Regions from separate parts of the Danio rerio genome. Here region 1 is linked to region 2. The links are chromatin contacts, called in public HiCAR-type maps. All regions are on one chromosome and are shown on one strand. The core of a region is the stretch at or near the end of the contact, and the rest is flanking DNA. Distances in the headings are between cores, read along the strand shown.

Region 1 (5,595 bases), core at 1,234-3,733, 210 kb after region 2:
TCTTCGTTGGAATATAGACTTGTTTCGAACACCCAGACAGCTAAATAGGACAAATGAATTTAACACAAACAGAATGACATACAAGTACTACTGAAACGTCATCACTTCCTGTCTGACAGCAAGGGCACACAGTTTCAGCAAAAATCTGAATTTACTGGAAGCGTATAACAATTTACGTTGAAAAGTATTTCTTTAAGTAACTGCAACGTCTGTGTGCGGCAGCAACACACAGCCAAGGCTACACAAGTAGCTAAAGGGGAGGCGTACAACATACTTCTATTGTTGGTAAACAATGTTATTATAACTAGACCACAGACCAAAACCAAACTCAAACAGTGAACAACACATGATAGAAAGTGAAGGTTATTAGACTTTTGTATTAACTTCTGAGACATTTTTGATAAGAAAATCTGTATTTTCATTAAAATTACGTCTGTATAAGACTTGTGAACTAGTCAAGTAAAAACACCACCCGACTCCTGCGTGTGAGTGATTTCAGGAAAGGCGTGTAGTTTTAATTTCGTCCTCGTGTATTTTCAGACATTAACTCACAAACACTACGAACTCGACATCGCACTTCAAAAATAACACATTAGACATGCAAACAAGTACAAATTGAATTTATTTCTCATCCGTCTTTCTCTACACCAGTTAAGTTAGCTAGCCAGGCTGCCTTTGACAGTTAACGTTAGCTAAACATATATTGTCATTCCTCTGAAACGTCCCACTCAAAGTCAGTACGAAAATACCTCACCACGCTGTTCACTGCTAATACTCTAACACGAATAAACCACAAATTCCACGTGTTTTACAATATAAGTTGTTTATTTTTACTGTTTGCTTTCACTTCCGCACTCTCTATGTTCACCCCTCCCGTACTAGCTTCAGCTAAAGCACAATCCGATTAACCGTCACTTTTTCCAGAAACTAAAGCAAAACCCACTTACCGTTAGAGTCGCTTAAGCAGTATAACAATATCAGGAGTTTAAACAAAACCATATCGAGTAAATTCATCGCTCGTACATTGACACCGAGGCTGGTTTGGTTGTTAGTTTAGAGGGTCTTAAAGGCGCAGTCGCCCTTGATGAGCGTTTGTGTATGTGTGTGCGCGCGAGTGACGGCTGCTGCGGCTCCGCGCTTGTCTCTAACGGCCTGACGTCATGCGCAGGCAGAGAGGGGGAAACCCCGCCCACGGCCTCATAAAACAGCCAGAAAGACAATATAATGTCGAGACTTCTGTTGAACTTAATGACATAAATTGTATTAGAGAAGACAATTACTGCCGTTTAAAACTGAAAGTATAATTGGGTGTGGTTCTCTGAGTTGTTTTCTCCAGCCAAATGCGTGTACGTGTCTGTATAGTTCTAGCATAAATGAATGAATGAATGAATGAATGAATGAATGAATGAATGAATGAATGAATGAACAACATAATAAATAAATGAATAAATTCTGTCATAGATAAAGGTGATATTTTTTTCAGATATTAAATCTGAAAATCAAGGTACAGTTTGTAGTTTATATTTCACTCAACCTTAGCTAAATGCAAACTTGCATCCACTTCAACTGTTACAGTAATTTTTTTTTTACTTTTAATCTCGACTAACCAAACTTCTAACCCTGACAAAAATAATTTTTTGAATAAAAACCATTTACACTTTTATAAACTACCATCTCGAAAATTGTCCATGGTTTTATTATAGTAAATGTGTCATAGCCACTTGTTTTAACACCGTTATGCTACAAATATTATAGTTCAATAGTTCAAAATCACAGTTAGTTTGTTGTCACAATGATTTTACTCCAAATAAAACCTCCATAGTCACTGTAGTTAAATCATTGTAACCAAAAATTAAACATGTGTTGGCATGGTTTCATAGAAAACGTCTATTAAAACGTTCCTAATGAAAGGTTTTGTCAGATTTACCTCTCGTCAGGGATCTAATATACCCAAAGAACACAAACACAAGGGTACAAACAATACCCAAATCAACTAACTAGGTCAATGCTGCCACCGTGCGGTGAATATAAGCATTACTAAACGGGTTTATTGTGGTTTATTATGGAATACACTGCGTGATGTCACGTCAATGTCCATGAAAACGTACTGTCTTTCACACGTGACCACCATATGTGAGGAGAAATTACAAATCTACGAAAGATTACATTAATCTATCGCGTGCATACTTTTGTGAGAGTAATCTGGATAAAAAATCTACACATTTATTTTAATATTTTGTCATGAATATAAATAATACATAATATACAAAATAAAGAAAACAATAAAACAAATCAACGACCAAAAATGGCCTGAAAAAGAAAAGCAACACCTTTGCTCACAGAAAGTAATTCTTTAAAGTTGTTACAGGGCGACCATTATTTTAAAGGTTGCATACAGGCTTGAATGACTATTTTCTTCAACAATCCTGCATACCTTTTATGTGCATCACCGAAAGAAATGAATATATGACAACCTCAGTCCACATTTGTCCTCTCAGAATAGTTTATTCTAATCAGAATAGTTTATTCTAATAATATAAGTAAAACAACACAAAAATCGTACAAGTTTGGAACTACATCACATTGAAGAAACGATGACATAATTCTGGTGTTTAGGCGAACTACCCCTTTAAGTTGCTAGTAAAAATGACATACAGTCGGTGGTTGTGAATAGTCGGGCTCGGTAAATAAGGGTCCATGAAGGGATGACGTCAGAGGTGGAGATGTCATGGCGTCGTCGGAGCTGAGACTGGAGCTTGCCATCTAGTTAAAGGTTGTCGTCGATGCGTTCAGCGAAATGGAGAAGAATGCAAACCCTCATCGAGACGCAGGAGGAAGTGTCCTGTGCACCGCTATTCCCGCGGAGCCTGCAGATATCAAAACAGCCGGCGGAATGAAAGATGTCTGCGAGAAGAGAGAGACTTTGAGTACTTGTGCAAGTGCTAGCGGTGCTAATGCTACACCCTGCACACAGACATCAGATGCTGCTGAGACGGTGAGCAAAACCACACACGGTAAAACCAGCGTTTTACCGGAGACACTGTCGCCCGATGCGGCCGATCAGCTGAGCAACGGAATGGGATACGAGTCGCCGGTGACCGCTGCTGGGAATAAGGAGGGTGGCACCTCAAAGTTAGTAAACAACCTCACGGGAGAGAAACCCGACATCAATAATGTGCAAGCGGACGGTTTAGACGGAGAAGCGACGAAGGTGTCCAAGCCTGCTTATTTGTGTCCGGACAAAGCAAAATCTGCGAGCCCTAATTCAAACGATCACACCGTTTCCGAGGGTCCCCCGAGTGGGAGTGAGCCCAGCATCGCGGGAGAGTCCCGCAGCTTTGATTCACTCGAGTCCTTCTCCAACCTGAACTCCTGTCCGAGTTCAGACCTCAACAGTGAAGGACTGGAGGAGAAGGGACTGGCTTTGGCTATTCAGAGTGAATACGGGGCCGAGGGGACGAAAATCCCCTGTCCCAAAGACAGGGTGACCGGTCAGTCGTTTTACCAAATCAAGTGGATAAAGTGGAAGGAGGAGAACACTCCGATCATCACACAGAACGAGAACGGGCCGTGCCCGCTGCTGGCTATTATGAATGTCCTGCTATTGTCATGGAAGGTAAATATGATGAGAGGCTTCTTGTTTGACAGGTCATACTATCGCTCATCTGCTGCTGTTTGTTTTGCACTGTGCTTTGAATTTTTTTAATTGTCAAGTGTATGTCTATTAAGTATAGCCTACCATAAGTTACAAGACACCAGTTCATTTGTTACTGATATTGAATAATTGCTCATAGGTAGTTCTCTCATATTGGTCTTTGCGAGATGGGAGTTTTAAAGTCATAAAGTAAGTCCACACTGCAGCTTTAACTACGATAGCACAGATAATTAATGTCCTGCTGGAATCACTTTAAGATTATGTTTTACTAGCGGATGATCAATAAGAAATATTGCCAATGTATAAATAGCGTGTAATGAAACTTCTAAAAATGAGACCCTCCCTGGCTTTCTAGTCTGTCTATGTCTACTTGTAGAATGATTTTTGTTTTAGGGACTATGTTTTTAACCAGGAAAATCAACAGGATGTGACATTTACACCCGTTCCCGAGAGTCTCTCTTCCATTCAATAAAACATGAACATATGGTCATTGGTCAGAAAAAAATCCCAAAAGAACCACTCTGTACTGTAATGTCAGTGTCATGCAAATAAAAGGAATTTATTTAAACTACAGTCATGGCCGGTATAACTTTCTGACTGTATATGATAACTCGCATAATAATACCACAGTTTCACAGTACTGTGATTACTGCTCTAATATATGCTCTTTTTAAATGTCTGGGTAAAAAAACGAAACATTTTTTCCCCTTTGAACACAATATGTATTATCTTGAGAAACTTTTAAAATATTTTCGAGCAGTAAACATGTCAGGCTAAACAATTCAAATAAATCATTGACTTCTGCTTGTCTTCATTAGTTTCAAAAACACACATTTCTTTACAATTTAAAACGGCATCTTTGGATATATTTTCTGCTGGACATACTGTTATCCTAAAAAAAACGTAAATAAAAAATCTTATATATAACGTAGAAACGATATTACAGAAAACTTTGGCGGTTTTAAAACTTTGACTTTCCGAACCGCGGTATACCTTGAAAACGGTTATCATCCCATGCCTACTGTAGTCTATAGTCTCAAATACTTTATAATGAAACTATCAAAAGGGTAATTTTAATGACTTAATCTGTTGACATAAAGCCAGCGCAGGAGCATCACCATGATCATGTGCTTTCTGAACGGCTGATTTCTCACCACTGCCATGTTTGAGAAAAAAGCACACAACACATGTATCATTCATTCCTCTGAACATTTATAGTACCATTGAGTGCATAGGGGAACTGAGAAGCAAGCACAAGCAATAAGTTGTTGGATGCAGTTCAATTAATGACCACCGGTGTCACAACAACAGACATTTAAACTACAGTGCATGCTTATAAACAAGATGATATTGACTGCTGTAGTGGATGCTATGCTAATATAGTTATCTTGCTGTCGTGTGAATGAGCCTTTATTCTTGTGCAGATTAATCCCATGTTGACGTCTCATGACCCACTTGCAGTTGGCAAAGTTAATTTTATATATTAGGTATAATACACTTCCTTTATGCAGGGATGGTATGGAAGAGTAAGCATGTGATTTTCCCTAGTAAGTCTAATAGAGAATGGGCACAAGTAAAATGTCTAAACAAGTGCTTGAGTGATGAAACAGTCTGCAATACAACCCATGCATCTAGCTGTCAGAAATTGAATTCATTTAGGCCATCAGGGGACAGTATAAAGTACGTTAAAACACTATAGGAGGACAAATAGGAGCTAGCTAAATGTGCACTTTACTGCTGATTATAATTATTTTGTTTATTTTCATAACTCGTCAGTGTTAACCCTTGTGCACTGCTCAAATTTACTATGCTGTTGTTACGTTTGGGATGAAAACATCCACTGAATTAAACTGCAATAAAAATGCATGAGATTTCTTTTTTTCTTTTTTTTTCCTTTTTTTTTTTTTGCATATATCTGTTAATCAACAGTCCTGATCAAA
Region 2 (5,857 bases), core at 2,459-4,958:
GGAAGGTAAGACTTAATAACATTAAATCTCAGTCTTGAGTCGAGTCTAAGATGAATCGATAATTTTATAAAACATATTTATTTTTGTATTCTATAGAATTGTCAATTAACATTCATGCTAAATATTTCTTAGTGATCTTAGCATTTCACTCCAATTCTGTCATTACATTGTTTTCCAGTTACATTTAGGATTGTTTTCTGTTATTTATGAGGTGAATCGCCCAGGATGCAATTTAAACTAGAACTGCCACTTAAGTTGAGGATGAGTAAATGACAGAATTAAAACTGGGGTGAACAATCCATTTCAGGATCAGTGTGTTATTATTCTAGGTTGTGCACCTTTGCTTGCGGGCAGCTGCAGAGAGGCCATCTTCATTTCTCTTCCCTTTGGAGCTATCAGTTTGCTTCTTAGCGTTCTTTTGGCGGGCAAGCTCACGCTGATTTCCCCCTGCAGGATGACAAATTTACTTAATTTACTTCAAATCAAAAACACTTAATGGCTTTCTTAAACACTCTTAAATTTAAAAAAAATTAATGCTACTGATTTTAAATATTCTTATAAATATCTTCCCTTGTGTTTAATGGAAAAATAAATGAAATTAATAAAGGTTTGCTGATACTGGAGAATGTGTAACTGGTGAGAACCTTTTATTTTTTGAGTAAACTATTCCCATTCTATTAAAAAGCGAGAGACACTGCAAACAGTGACATGATTTTTAAATACACCAGTTTAGTTTTTTTTTGTGTGTGTGACTTGGGCTTTTCATAATGTTATTTTTTCAGCATATTTATTTATTAAAGAAAAATCCTAAATACATTTTTAAGTCACATGTTATAAATCGATGTCTGTCAATTTCAATTACAATATATTTTAAAGACTTTTTCTGAAAATGAGGGTCTTTTTCATCTGCACTGAGCCATAAATCTCCACTTCAGCAGATCTTACATACACCGGACTTTACAGTTTTATTCATATCTGTAATCTGATGTTTTTTCTTTACAAATGGATTAGTACATACCTAATATGTCTGATTGTATGCAACATACTATTATTCAAAACATTGCTATTTCCTTTGGTTAATCCCATTATTTTGTTAATTATGGGCTAATAAAAAAAATTCTACATCGCCTCTGTAAAGACTCTGGCTAATCACACACAATAATTTTGAACAAGAATTCATCCAATGTAAGCATTTTTGTCCCAAAAATATATGAAAATGAACACACATTTCATTAAATAAGGGCACAGTTACACATTAATACAAAACATGTTAGAAAACTGGTAATTAAATACAAAAAATATTAGCAGTTCTTAATGTAATTAATCTTAGGGTGAACTATTGTTTTTTTTAACCTATTTCACCTTTAGTCTCTGCGATTAGAAGATCAGTAAAATGTACAAAAGTGAGGTTGTGTACAAAAGTTGACGTTGTACAGAAAAACTTGCAAACACTGATTTATGCTCAGTGAATCTACATACATTAATAACAATAATGTGTGGCAGTGATGCGACGTGGCAATGAGGGCGCCAGAGAGCTTTCACAACAATAACATCCGTACAAAACGCTGAGACAAATGATCGACGATAACGCAAAACAAACGACTCTCTGCTCTAATAAAACGATTTCTCTTAAGACAAAATGATTCCCGCTGGGTTTTTGCTGAATGGTGTTAGTAGTACACAATATTACTGACTCTGCAGTTTAAGTTTGCTAATGTTAAACATCTGTCATCTCCGGTTAAAGAAACTATTAACGTTAGATTACACATGTTTTCTGTGTTCTATCATATGCAATAAATAACTAACGTTCACTAGAGCCACTGTAAATTGATGGCTTAAAGGGATTTTCTTGTGATTTGATTTCGTGGACTTTACACAGAATAAGCTAACTGGCTAGTTTGTTAGCCTTGCTGTCGTACTGCTCTTAAAATGAGGATTAACTTAAAGTACTTTCATAAATGATAACTGAAGCTGATATAATATCTTTCAAAAATAAAAATAATAATACCAATCAATACCCACTCGTCATGATTGCTCTTTAGTTGTCGCCGGAGCGCAAAGCTCAGCCTAGCGTTAACTCCCGTCCTTATGATGGCTGGCGGTCTCGAAAATACTAGGAAGCTTTACGACAACACCGCATCGGAACACAGCAGCTCATTCTTTATTACGTCACACGAAGGAAATCACCACACATAAATAGTCCAAAAGATAAACCCCTGGAACACATCAGATTTGTTTTATCATATATGGCTCGTTTTTCATTCACAAACATAAATTCGCAAATAATAACCCACCCGTCGCTCATTTTGGAATAGAATTTACTCCCTCCTAAAATGTTATGCATATGTATTTAAAGAAGATCCTCGATTGTAGTTGCTTTCCTTATGGTTATTTAGCTATCATTGTAATTTCATTCGTTTAATTTTGTTTACTTAATTTAGTATTTCTAGTATTATTTTTTTATTATTAATAATACAATAATTCTTATTATTTTTTTATTGTTTCCCTTTTTGCCCAATGGTATGCTATTGGCGTTTGTATGTGATTATATTTTTTCTTATGACTATGTATATTATTAACCTTCTTTAAGATCTGTCTCACTGTCTGTGATCCCTTGGACTTTGCTCTGATGTTCTTGTAATGTCAGTTCAAGCAATAATAATATTAATATATATATATATATATATATATATGGGGTGTGTGTGTGTGTGTGTGTGTGTGTGTGTGTGTGTGTGTGTGTGTGTGTGTGTGTGTGTGTGTGTGTGTGTGTGTGTATAACTCACCACACATATATTTTTAATAAGAAATAAAGTAAAAGGAAGATATATTTTTAAACTAATGTATAAATATTGCCCCAGTAATTATTTCAAAGGTTTTTTTTTTGTTTGTTTGTTTTGAAGATATTCCTACTCAGCTTGCTTCTGGTTTGATTTTTGTTTGTTTATTAGAGACTGTGCCCAACTTTATTTTGAAATTGTTTATATATATATATATATATATATATATATATATATATATATATATATATATATATATATATATATATATATATATATATATATATATATATATATATATATATATATATATATATGTTTTCTAAAACAATCATGGAAATGGCTAAAATGGAAAATTAAAACATATGAAATAAGTCCTACTTATGGCACATAAGGGAATTGATTGCGTATTTCTGACAGAGAAACGTATATGACAGAGAAAATGAGATAAATATTGTTCAGTGGCTTTTGTTTTTCCTTTATTATAAAGTACAGTAAACTGTACCGTCCTTATGTTTTGAAGCTTCATAGTGAAGTACATTAGTCTGACCAGCAGAGGACACCACTTCATTTTTTAATCTTTTCTCCGTAGACAGATTTTCTAAATGTCTTATCAAAAAACGAATATAACAATTCTTTTAAAGCTGTTAACAGCTTTATTCTGCCTTGCATGCAGCATTTTCACGAAAAAAAAATTAATTTTTGTCCTTCTAATAAAAATAAAGGTAAACAATTAATTTCTCAACGACCCAATTTACATGCTATTGTTAGGATATTAGTAGATTTTATTTAAATCTTATAAAACAAACAAATAAACAAACAAACAAAAAATCTAGGACGCTAACTTTAAATATGTTCAACTGGAACCGCTTCCACTTCCACAAGTTTGGGTCTTTTAATTTGTAATGTACGTGACACATCTGCTGTGGTATACTCGTCGCTTACTTCACAGTCTTTGCACATTTTGACAAATGGCGGCACAAGTTGATATCTAGCATCCCCTGTCAGTTATGAATTTTTATAGCGTGTCATTGTGAAACTTTTACTAATCTATTTATTCTTCACATATTTGATCATGTTGCCGTCGTGGGTAGCGCGACAGGGGGAAGTGGGTGATCTGAGAAACAAAAGTAAAGATGAGCTCCTTGAAATACTTTCACGACAAGAAAAGATACTGTCTAATAAGTAAGTGATTTCAGGTACTTTATTTTACACCCACGTATATATTTATCCTAAATGTGTTATTCATGATTGGCGTCTAACTAAACAACAAACGTTTGGCTTATTGGCTCGATGTCTATGTTGATAAACTTCTGGATCATTCCAGATCAACTGACAGTTAATTTTACAGTTAACTTGGAGAGATAATTCATCCAACGATAAGCATTTTCTCACCCTCAAGTGAATCTAAACCTTTACGAGTTTCGTTCTTTTCGTACAGAAAAATATATGTTAAAGAAAGCTGAAAACTTGTAACTATTGACCTCCATGGTATGAAAAACAAATATCACCAAATGCCAATACCGTTTGTGTTTAACAGAAGAAAAAAACCCATAAACATGTGAATTAAGTAAATGTATTGAGTAAATTATTACAGAATTTGCGTTTTCGGTGAACTGTCCTTTTAACATACCTGTGTGTGAAAATAGAAGTGTGCTTACAGTTGTTGAAGTAATGGATGGACATTAATTTATTTCATAAGTTGTTTTTTTGTATTGTTTTTTGAATAATTTTTGAAACCGCTTGTATTGTATAAAAGACCTCATAATCGTAATGAAGCATGAATAGTGTTTTATAATCTCTTTCAGGAGATTTATTCAAACCCTCCCAGATAAGGGGAAGAAGATTGCTGAGTTTGTGGAGAAAGTGCATCTTGCACTCGGGCATCTGGAGGAGGAGGAGAGAAAGCAAGCAGGTTTAATCTCTGTCCGGACAGAGTTTCAGTCGAAATATCAGCAAGCCCTTGCCAAGCGAAGCAAAGATAATCATTTAGACTCAAAATTGGACACAGTTATCCCATCCCATGACAAAAAGGAAGCCAATGTCAATACTGACGTGGTTAGCGTACAGGAAAATGGTGATCTGTTTGGCCAGGAGGAGTTTTTGACAGCCCGTCTGCAGGCTGCTGAAACACTAGAAACAGCCGGTGTGAATGCAGCAGCCTCATTGCTGAAAGACACAGAGCTTGTGAAGGCATTTGGACGAGTAACATTTGCTGAAAGCAATAATGGCTCTAACAAAGACAATATCAAAACTCAGCCTCCAAGTAAGCCCTTTCTGGACACTAAGCCACTGAAGAAACCACATTACATAGAAGTCCTGGAGAAGACAGAGGAAAGTGTGAATATGAAGAAATCTAGATTCAAACCAAACCAGTGAGTGGAAATACACTATTATTACACATCTTTTAAATTAAGATCAAAACGAATACTACATTATTATGCTTAAATCTTGTGTTTTTCGCAATTCAAACACTGTCTAAATAGTTATGTTGGAGTTCACACACATTTTATGTCACTCTTGATCAATATTATGACGATAGTCATTTTGAAACTCTTACTCAATATGTCAGACAGTTGTGGAAGTAGTCAATAAAAATAATAAAATACTATAAAAAATAAAAAAAAAACGAGCTTTCAAAAAAATTTTTTACTAAACCAAAAAAAAAACAAAACAACCCAAGGGCATTCTTGTTTTTAACCAATTTTAAGGCTTTCATAAGAGTTTTACCTCGTTTAACTCTTGGTCAAAGTTGGGTTTAGATGTGAACAATCTACACACTTGAACAAATCTCTTTCCCAGGCATAACAAAAAACAAAACAAAATTAAACTATTTGCCTTTAAAAATAGAATACAGCCCTGAATACCTTAGCATTGTGGGTGGTGTTTTAACATCCCTGATTTGCAACTATTTTCAAAAGGGTAGCACTGTACATTATAACATAATATGAAAACATGACCATATTTACAGTACTTTTCCCACAAAATACACTATTGTTTGAATTCAACCTTAAGAAGTTATTGTGATAAATCAAATAATGCTAAACATTATCCTATGAATATTTAGCCTTAAACACTAC

The links. HiCAR-type assays count read pairs that join an accessible place to other places.
Region 1: a HiCAR-type map of caudal fin shows a contact between it and region 2, with 4 times the contacts expected there. The contact joins the promoter of mindy2 here to the promoter of polr2m in region 2. A contact is called at or near these places in 3 of 18 Hi-C or Micro-C datasets (caudal fin, hematopoietic stem cells and an unstated tissue) and 3 of 4 datasets of contacts at active chromatin or transcription factors (caudal fin, embryo and gastrula embryo).

What each region holds. Positions count from the first base shown.
Region 1 is chr7:30,462,809-30,468,403 of GRCz12tu, forward strand. mindy2 (MINDY lysine 48 deubiquitinase 2) reads left to right here and starts at 2,484. Exons shown (of 9, transcript NM_001004517.1): 1 at 2,484-3,616. The coding sequence starts at 2,798. It overlaps adam10a (ADAM metallopeptidase domain 10a), which reads right to left and starts at 1,110. Exons shown (of 16, transcript NM_001430987.1): 1 at 948-1,110. The coding sequence starts at 1,014.
Region 2 is chr7:30,254,709-30,260,565 of GRCz12tu, forward strand. polr2m (RNA polymerase II subunit M) reads left to right here and starts at 3,709. Exons shown (of 4, transcript NM_001346180.1): 1 at 3,709-3,962; 2 at 4,586-5,152. The coding sequence starts at 3,853. It overlaps serf2b (small EDRK-rich factor 2b), which reads right to left and starts at 2,112. Exons shown (of 3, transcript NM_001160335.2): 1 at 2,023-2,112; 2 at 339-447. The coding sequence starts at 2,029.